Linked DNA regions of Hordeum vulgare: region 2 is linked to region 1. Evidence: chromatin contacts called from public Hi-C data. All regions are on one chromosome and are shown on one strand. The core of a region is the stretch at or near the end of the contact, and the rest is flanking DNA. Distances in the headings are between cores, read along the strand shown. Region 1 holds the start of LOC123436072 (armadillo repeat-containing protein 7). Region 2 holds the start of LOC123436119 (replication factor C subunit 5-like).

What was found. Hi-C and Micro-C count contacts between places; a contact is called where the count stands out from the background.
Region 2: a Hi-C map of leaf shows a contact between it and region 1, with 5 times the contacts expected there. The contact joins the promoter of LOC123436119 here to the promoter of LOC123436072 in region 1. A contact is called at or near these places in 3 of 6 Hi-C or Micro-C datasets (leaf and seedling).

What each region holds. Positions count from the first base shown.
Region 1 is chr1H:353,640,879-353,645,481 of MorexV3_pseudomolecules_assembly, forward strand. LOC123436072 (armadillo repeat-containing protein 7) reads right to left here and starts at 3,064. Exons shown (of 6, transcript XM_045115610.1): 1 at 2,845-3,064; 2 at 2,701-2,737; 3 at 2,217-2,290; 4 at 2,016-2,109; 5 at 1,754-1,836; 6 at 450-1,436. The coding sequence starts at 2,916. The coding sequence ends at 1,266.
Region 2 is chr1H:353,865,073-353,869,854 of MorexV3_pseudomolecules_assembly, forward strand. It overlaps LOC123436119 (replication factor C subunit 5-like), which reads right to left and starts at 1,465. Exons shown (of 11, transcript XM_045115612.1): 1 at 435-1,465; 2 at 149-259. The coding sequence starts at 1,139.

The DNA.
Region 1 (4,603 bases), core at 1,814-4,313:
AAGCGCGACCTTGGCATCCACATGTTGAAATGTAGAAACGCATGCTTAAAATGCTCATTTGTGAACTGCGTCAGGCTTCAGTCTGTTTGGAATATATTAGGTGGAGCACCCACTTATCAAAAAATAATAATCATTAGTGGTGGTCAATTTATCGAAGCACTTGTGTTCTTGTGTTCTAATACTTATAATCCTTAACCCATAGTTCGCGCACAGCTGCTTTCCTCTCCCATAGTCTATTGTTGTGTATAGTTTTCTGCTACTACTTTATAGTTAAGCATGTAGAGACTGATTACATGTTTAACCAGCAATTAGCCAAATCTAGAAGGATGTGGAAATAAACAGAAATATGACAGAGATGGGTCATGAATGAAATCCTCATTTAGCACTTCAGGTCTTGTTAACGTTCATGTGGATATCTACTTGAAGCAGACAAATTGTATTCAAGAATATGGAATTAACAAAGGAGCACTTTATCCTCCTTCCTTTTACTGCCAACTCCTAAGCAATTACAGTAGACAATTTTACAGTTGTCTGGAATAAATACCAAGACCTCGGCGCTGATGAACTTGCTGATTTATCACAGAGGTCGTAAAAATTCAAGATCTATGTCACTACTAATTATTGTGCTTGGATAAATGGACACAAAAGCAGATCTGGCCAAACGGGCCGTGCTAGTCGGCCGGCCCGACAGCCTGCAGGCCAGGCATGACACGGGCCGGGCCTGGCACGACTTAAACGGGTCATGCCAGGCACACAGCACGCCTCGGGCCGTGCCTGGGCCTGGGCACGCGGGCCATGTGCCTGGCCCGTTTAGCGTTTTCATTTTTTATTTTTATTTTATATATATATGTGATAAAAAATAAAGCCCAATAGGTTAATATTAACCCAAAAAACAGCCCAAAATGTCAAAACCGGCCCAAATAATAGCCGAACATGCCGAAATCGGCCCAAATAGCGGCCTAAAATATTAAAATCCTAGCAGGCCAGTGGGCCTGGCGTGCCGACGGGCCGGGCCGTATAGCCCCTGTGCCGTGCTTGGGCCTGGACCCCGGGCACGCGGGCCGGCACGGCACGTCCCGTTTACTAATCGGGCCCCGGCGTGCCGTGCCGTGCCAAGCACGATTCTGGCGGGTCGGGCCGTGCCGGGCCGGGCCGGCCCGTTTGGCCAGGTATGCACAGAAGTGTAACTCCTGCAGAGCCTCTCCTCTATGCCCTCTATCAGATGGAATGCTACAAGCCTTATCATCTGCAGTTCTGAACTAACGTCAACTCGTGACGTGCTTGTCCAGAAATGCATTTGCCAGATTGCTGAAGCTGCTGTTGATGGCTCCAGCTGCAGAATAGTCTCTTATGATCCTAAGTACATCTGGCTTCAATATCTCTTTCTTTGTCAAAGGATTGCATAAGTAGTACAAGGCTCCAAGTGCGTAATTCACCTGCACGCAATCAATCAAATGGAAATGTTGGTATATGTTGAAGTGAGAACATATAGTGACATAAAAACTGATATGTATCAAATGAAGATAATGGATGAAATAGAGAGGCAAGCGATTGAGGGCGCTCTGGCTAAATATCCTCAATTCACATATCTCCTCTCCTAAGTAACCTTTATTTTGGACATCACCCAAAGTAGCCTAACCGATCAATAGGAAATTTACATGCATAGGAAGGAACCCATCAGAAAAAAATACTCTTCAAAACAAAGAAGACCAATACTGTTATGATTGCAGTTCATAGGTTCAGAAATACTCACGGTATTCTTAACTGGGCTAGATAAGCATTGTACAACCAATGGGATTCCACCACATTGAGTAATAACAGAGGCATTTGCTGGATCTGCATGATAAATACAAAACAAGATGACCACGTCAAAAAATTATGTTTGATAGACACATTGAATAAGTGCCTTGCATACAACAACAACTAAGCCTTTAGTCCCAAACAAGTTGGGGGTAGGCTTGCATGCTTGACAATAATAAAAAATTCCATAGGATTCAAAGCATTAGATTGCTCACCAACACATGAATTACATATTCCACCAACGCCGAACTCAACAAGCCTTTCATTTGGTTCCGTAATGCAGTCCAAGAACAACTCGAGAATATTCAGCTGAGAAAGCAGAACAGATATACCGTCTCATTCAATAAGAAAGTACCAGAAGAGTGCTGAAAAAATGCAGCGATTGACCGAAACAAAAGTCATGTGGAATCATAAACCTGGCGCATAAAGGCGTAGTTATAAGGGTCATACGCAAAATTTGACAAGTTTGCAACAATTCTCTCCTTGTACTCTGAAACAAAAATGATAACACTGAAGCTGAGGCGTTTCACCGACAAAGTTGAGCTGTCTTCATACCATATGATAATTTTCAAACCTTTGTTATGCTATCTAGTCGAAAACATCAGTAGAGAGCCCATGCGTCAACCTTTCAATCCCTTTCGTTTTGCTTAGAATATATTGTGCATGTTTTCCTTGGTGTTGTTTGGAACTCACCAATTTGTTTCTTTTGGACCCAATACAATGTTCTTTAATGAGCTGCGACGAAACGCTCACAACAATTTCTACCATAATTCCAACTGAACTCAGTATCTATTTTCAGTTCCATCTAAACCAACACACCGAATTCTAGCACAAAAACACAGAAATTTGACTCCTGTGCAAGCCTAAGAAAGAACACCGAATTAGCCAACAGATTTTTACCTTCATCCGTGGAGTCCTGGAACTGGGTCACAAGATCCTGAGGAAATTGGTGATTACGTGTACTTTAACCAGTTAGAACAATCGCGGAAGGAATCGGGAGACCCCGGGGCAATCCCCGGCCGAGAAGACGGGAAGGAGGCGAACCTGAAGGTACTGGTCTCTCGGGGTGCCGCCGCGGCCAGTACGCTCGACCTGGCGCTGCGCGTTCGTGAACATCTCCTCTCCGCGGTCCCTCCCCTCCTTCCGGCTTCCTCCGGCGTGCGCGGTCGCTCGCAGTCGCCGTCGCCGGCACGTCGCAAGAAGGAACGGGAAAGGACGGCGTCTCTTGAACGAGATCCTCTAGCGTATTTTTTTTTTCGAGGGCTCCGTGACCTCTGTCTAGAGTACCTTTTAAAAAAAAAATCTCGTCTATTTTATTCATTCAAAACAAGTGTTATAGGTACAATGTTTAAAAAAAATCATTAATTTTATTAATTTCAAACAATTGTTACATCATCTATAAGAATAGGTACAATGCTTGAGTCATGAGAAGTATCCAACCATACATGTCTAACCATATTTAAATTACAAGCAAACTTGACAAGATTATTAGGCCCTGTTTCTTTAAAAAGTCCTAAGACTTTTTTTAGTCCCAACTAAAAAGTCTCTAGTCCCTACCTGTTTCTTTTCAAGGACTAAACATAGACTAGAAGTCATTAAATGACATGTAAAAAGACCATGCTACCCCTAATAATATACTACAAGTTATTAAATAACATGCTAAAAGTAGGGACATTGTTGGAAAAAGAGCCAAAAAAGTCCCAAAAAGTCCCTTCCATAGGGACTTCTTCCTTTAGTCCCAACTACCCCACTTTAGTCCCTAAAAGTCCCTCCTGTTTCTTTCACATGGGACTAAAAGGGACTTTTTCTAGTCCCTGGAAAGAAACACCCCCTTAGCCTCCAATTGAAAATCCTAGGCTCAAGAGTAAAAAAACCAAAAAGAAAGTTGTTACAACGGTGTTTGATCTCATGCACTATCGCTGCATTAGGCCAACTCCACCGCGCGCCCCCATCATGTCCGGCCCCGTCCGTTTGGGGTAAAAGGAACAAACTGGTCGGCCCAGCGCGAGACGGCCCGGACCCATCTTGTCCGTTTTGTGTTCGGGACGACCCATTTCGAGCGCAAACTTGCGGGGAGTTTGGGTCGCGGCGGACATCAAACAGACGCGCGCTCGTCCGCGTCGTGGCCGCGTGGCAGGCGGCCACCTACCTCCCACCCGCCCACATCAATGCGCACGAGCGGCCGGGCCCCGCCTGTCGTCCGCCCAGGGAACGGTCGCGGTCCTTCTTAAATGGGGAAGTCGTGGACCGGTCATCGTCCACAGTTTCCATCGCCACCCTGCGGTCTCCTCGAAACCCGACAGCCAACCCTAGCCTCCTTGAACTCGCCGGCCACCCACCTCGCAGCCATGGGCTGTGGAACTACGGCCGCAAGGGGAAGCACGACCGCGAGGCTGGCTCCTCGTCGGGATGCCGCCATGGCTCCATGAAGGAGGAGGCCGCATCGCCACCACGTCGTGCCTCCACCGCGGCTCCCTTCACCATCGGCCCTAGGCCCGCCGGCCAGCGCAACCGGCAGTACCTCAGCGCTGAGGTATGCCGGCGCTACTAGGAGACGAGGACGTCGGTCCCGTGAAGCGACGTCCACCTCCCCAACGCATGGCACCTCTCCGTCGACCGGGTCCCGATCCCGCCGGTGCCGACGAGTGGCCGTGCGCGTCGCGACGAGATCGAGCGCCACCGCCGCCTCCTCCCCGACGACCTGTACTACGACGACAGGTACGCCGCCCACTCCACCCTCTGGCACGGTCTCGGGGCCGCGGCGGGCACGGGAGGTGCGCGGGCGTACACGGGTGCGCGGCCT
Region 2 (4,782 bases), core at 215-2,714, 220 kb after region 1:
TTTAACTCAGGATAAAAAGTAGTACTCTCTCCGATCCAAAAAAAAGTGCGGTGGCTTTAGTTCAAATTTGAACTGAACAAAAGTCACGACACTTTTTTTGGATCGGAGGCAGTAAGTGGTAATTTGTTCACAGGCTGCCTATAGTGACCTTGAGATTATCAGGACCAAAAGCATCTCTTAAAAGGGCCAGCACCATGCTTCTCTTCCCGACGGCCTGCGCCCCTTCAAATATGAAATGGTTGCATTGGCGTTCGGTCACCTGGACGCAGCAGTTATATTACAAAATTCAGTCTCGAATCCCAGTCTATCATCACAGTGTGCTTATCATCAGTTCATCACCCGATTCTAGTGCTTGGCTACAGTTTTACAGTGACAAAGGAATTCTAAGCAATGGTAATTTCGTGTAAGATTAAAGTGGGAAGGTGTGTGGCAACCATCCGGTGGAGCTCATCGGCGACGGCCTTGTTGCAGATGAATTCCCCGAGTACATTGGGCCGGTACCTGTCCGCCCACACGTACTGGTCCTCCGCCGCCGCCGCCGTCGATTCCACTGACAGCTGCGGAGAGTCCATCTGCGGCGACTTGGGCTTGCGCGAAACCCTCACCCAGATGTTTGCTCCTCTCCCGACAGTGGTGGCGGTATCGCCTCTCCAGTCGCTCGCAAGGCCGGCAACCACTTCGGTAGCCGCCACAGCACTGGCTTGGGACCCCGGCGGCGTCGGCTCTCGGCCGACGGCGGCGGCGTCCTCTCTCTCCCTCAAAGGCCTCCTGGCGGCGACTCTCTCCGCGTCTGCCTGGTCCAGGCGTGCCGGTACCTGGATTGACGTGGGCGGCGTCGACGCCGACGACGGCCGGGGCCGCGGGGGCGTCGACGCTGACGAACGGCGAGGCAGCGAGGGCGTCCGGGTGGGGGTGGCGGCGGCGCTCCTAGGGACGCAGGCGGCGCCGAATCGGTGGAGCACGCGGTTGATGAGCTTGGAGCGCGGCTGCGGCGGCCTGCCGCAGCCCGGGAGGAGGTGCACGGCGCGGCGCCTGGCCTCGCGGCGGCGGTCGTCGGCGAAGGCAGCGGAGAGGGTGCGGCCGGTCGGGGAAGCGGGCCAGGCGGTCGGGGATGCGGGTGACGGGGTCTCGATCGCCATGAGGGGGCTGACGGGGACAGACGGGGACGCGGCGAGGTGGGTGCATTGGCGTGAGGTGATGGGAGGAAGCAGGTGAAGGGGATCGGGAGGCGCCGGCCGGCGCGACCTGGCCGAGGAGGGCGGAGCTGGCGGGGGGATCAAGGAGCGGGATTATGCCGCGGCGGAAGGATCATTCCGTTTGATTAAGCTCGAGCTTTGTTGGTTAAATATTCCCGGTGTCACCTGTCCATCCATCATGGTCGCAGTCGTGGGCTTGGCCGGCCGGCCGCCGTTGGTTGGCTAATCGACGGCGACGCTAGAGTGAACAAGGAGAGAGAAAATTTTACAGATCTTTTTTTTTTCGGGAAACTATGAGCTTTATTCAACAACAATGGCACCAACACGATCAGCCATCACACTGGTCATGAGGAAACCTGGCGGGGAGTCCATCCAACAGTCGGTAACCCCAAGTGTGCTTGCATGTTTCGCACACAAGTGGGCCGGCAGGTTGGCAATTCTTATTACATGTTGAATATCAAAGGAAAGAAAGGATAAGGCTAGCTCATCAATTTCTAAAAGTAACGGCGCTACAATAGAGCGCGAAAAGCGTCGCGAGTGCCATAGCTGTACCATCTCCAAACAATCTGTTTCCATAACCACTCGCGAGAACCCCCGAAGCTTTGCAAATATCACCCCATCTCGCAAAGCCAACGCTTCTGCAATAAGAGGATCTGTGACATCAGGGTAAGGCTTACTCCAGGCAGCAACAAATGAGGCAGGAGATCTAGCTAAACCTCCTATTCCACTCTTGTTCTCAATCACTGAAACACTAGCATCCGTGTTGATTTTGACCCAATCAACTTTAGGCGGTCTCCATCCATACCCAGGTAGTGTCTTGGTCTGCTCCAATGGGAGTTCCAAAAGAGCCAGTGTTTCTCTAATACGCTTCATGGACTGGACCGGGTCCATACTCACTCTATCATGTGTTATGCTGTTACGTGATGTCCAGATCGCCCACATGACAGTAACTATTTTAGCCCTGTCCGCCTCAGTAAAACGTGGATCACAGAGGATATCCTTGCACCACGTACCAGGGTGTAGCTCCGGCAGCTTGAGGTGAAGCCAGCTTCTCGCTTCTGCCCAAAAGCTTTGCGCATGAGAGCACTTAATCAATGCATGAAGCATATCTTCATCCATACCTTTGCAGACCTTGCATCGCGCTAAGGTTGCTATATGCTTGTGCTGTAGTGTCATTTCCACCGGTAGTATACCCCGAAGGACTCGCCACCAGAACACACGGACCTTGGGCAACACTTTTAGTTTCCATAGTCGCGTCCACACCTGCTTATTATTCTCTGAAGATTCTGTAATCGTCCCTTCCTCTAGAGCTAACTGCTCGTTACGAGTCATTAGAGCACGATACGCGGATTTTACAGTGTAGGAGCCCGACCTCTCATGAGCCCAAGCCCAGAAATCATTACCACCACCATGTCTGAGCGGAATATTAAGAATTGCATCCGCGTCTGGGGGTATGAAGTTATTCCTGACTAGATCAGCTTTCCAGGACCAGCTCTCATTGTCAATCAAATCTGCAACTGTGTAGAGCATAGCAGAACCAACCTGCTCTGTAGGTCGAAGTGATAATCTCCCTGGCAGCCATCTATCTTCCCAGATTCTTACGGAGGAACCGTCCCCAATCCTCCTTAACAGCCCAGCCTCCAAGGCTCCTCTCCCTGCAACTATCGCCCGCCAAGTAGCCGAGGAGTTGCGCGGAACAGTAGCATGCATAAAATCAGTCGTCGGGAAATAGCGACCTTTTAGCACTCTAGAACATAGGCCATGCGGGTTTGTAATCAGCCGCCATCCCTGTTTTCCCAACAAAGCAACATTGAAGCATTCCAAATCTCGAAATCCCATTCCTCCTCTTAATTTTGGAAGTGACAAGGACTTCCAATCTATCCGGTGCATGGATTTTCGGTCAATCGAGCTACTCCACCAGAATTTTGCCATCGGCGAGGAGATGGTCTTGTACACTTTTTTCGTGAGCTTGAAACAGCCCATAGTGTACGTCGGGACAGCCTGAGCCTTTGACTTAATTAATACCTCCCTCGCCGCGCAAGACACCAAACGTTCTGCTCCACCATTCAGCATTGACCTCACTCTCTCACCAATGAAGTCAAATGTACCAGATGTAATTCGTCCAACTGCAGTGGGGAGACCCAGATATCTTTCATTGAAGGCCTCAACCCCGATGCCGGTGGCACCTTTCAACATAACTCTAACCGGATGTGGCGTATTTGGACTGAAAAAGATAGAGCTCTTCTCTCTGTTCACGCATTGGCCCGAGCAATCGCCATATATCCTCAAGATGTTATTCAACCGCGTTGCACTCTCCAGTTTTGCTTGCATAAAGATAAGGCTATCATCTGCAAACAGTAGATGATTAATCCATGGTGACTGGGTGCATACTCGGATTCCTTTGTCCGCATTGACTCCGCCAAAGTTGTTCAACAGAGTTGTGAAGCCCTCCGCGCACAGAAGAAAAAGATACGGTGAAACGAGATCTCCTTGCCTAAAACCTCTAGAAGGGGTAAAAAAGGGTAGTAACTCACCATTCACACGTACTGCAAACCGAACTGATGAAACACATTTCATAATCAGTCGGATAAATATTGAGCTGAATCCCAATTTAGTCATGATGGCCTCGAGATAATGCCATTCAACACGGTCATACGCTTTCATCATGTCTAATTTGACTGCACAAACCCAATTCTTTCCTTTCTTCCTCTTCTTCATTGCGTGAACACTTTCGTGTGCAATAAGAACATTATCCGTGATGAGGCACCCAGGCACAAACGCACTTTGCTCCTCACCTATTATTTCATGGAGAAAATCCCTCATCCTGTTGACAATGCATTTGGAAGCAATTTTGTACAGAACCGGACATAGGGAAATCGGTCTATACTGATTTATCCTCTGTGGGTGGCGTACCTTAGGGATTAATGTGATTGTCGTATCATTCATGCCTGCAGGTAGCTCACCCCCATTCAGGAAATCCAATACCGCCGGGACTATGTCATCTTTCAATAATGACCAGTGTCTCTGAAAAAATCCCGCAGTAAAACCATCCACACCCGGCGCCTTGGAAGGGGCCATCTGAAACAGTGCAGTTCGCACCTCCTTCTCCGTGAACGGCATATCAAGATGTTCGTTCATTGGAGCAGTCACTCGGGTTGGAACCAAATCCATCAGTTTGTCAAGCGGTTTAAAACCCTGGGATGTGTACAGAGCTTGAAAGAACTGTTGTACTTCAATCTGATCATCCTCCCGTGTTTGACATACTGACCCATTTGCACGCTCAAGCCTTTCAACCTTATTTATTCTCCTTCGTTGTGCTGCTTGTGCATGAAAAAAATTTGTATTTCGATCGCCCTCGCGCAGGTACGACACTCTAGACCGTTGCCGCATCCATATTTCCTCCTGATGAATTACTTCTCTAAGCTTTTTAACTGTAGCCTTTTCTTCATCAGTGGGGCTCTCCCAGCCGCTCGGCTCCTCAGACGGTTCAACTTCTCCCGGAGCTTCCTGACTGTAGCCGTTAAACTGCCAAACTCCCGTGCGCCTCATGCAGATAACGAGCTCGGCATGTCATTGAGCGCACCAA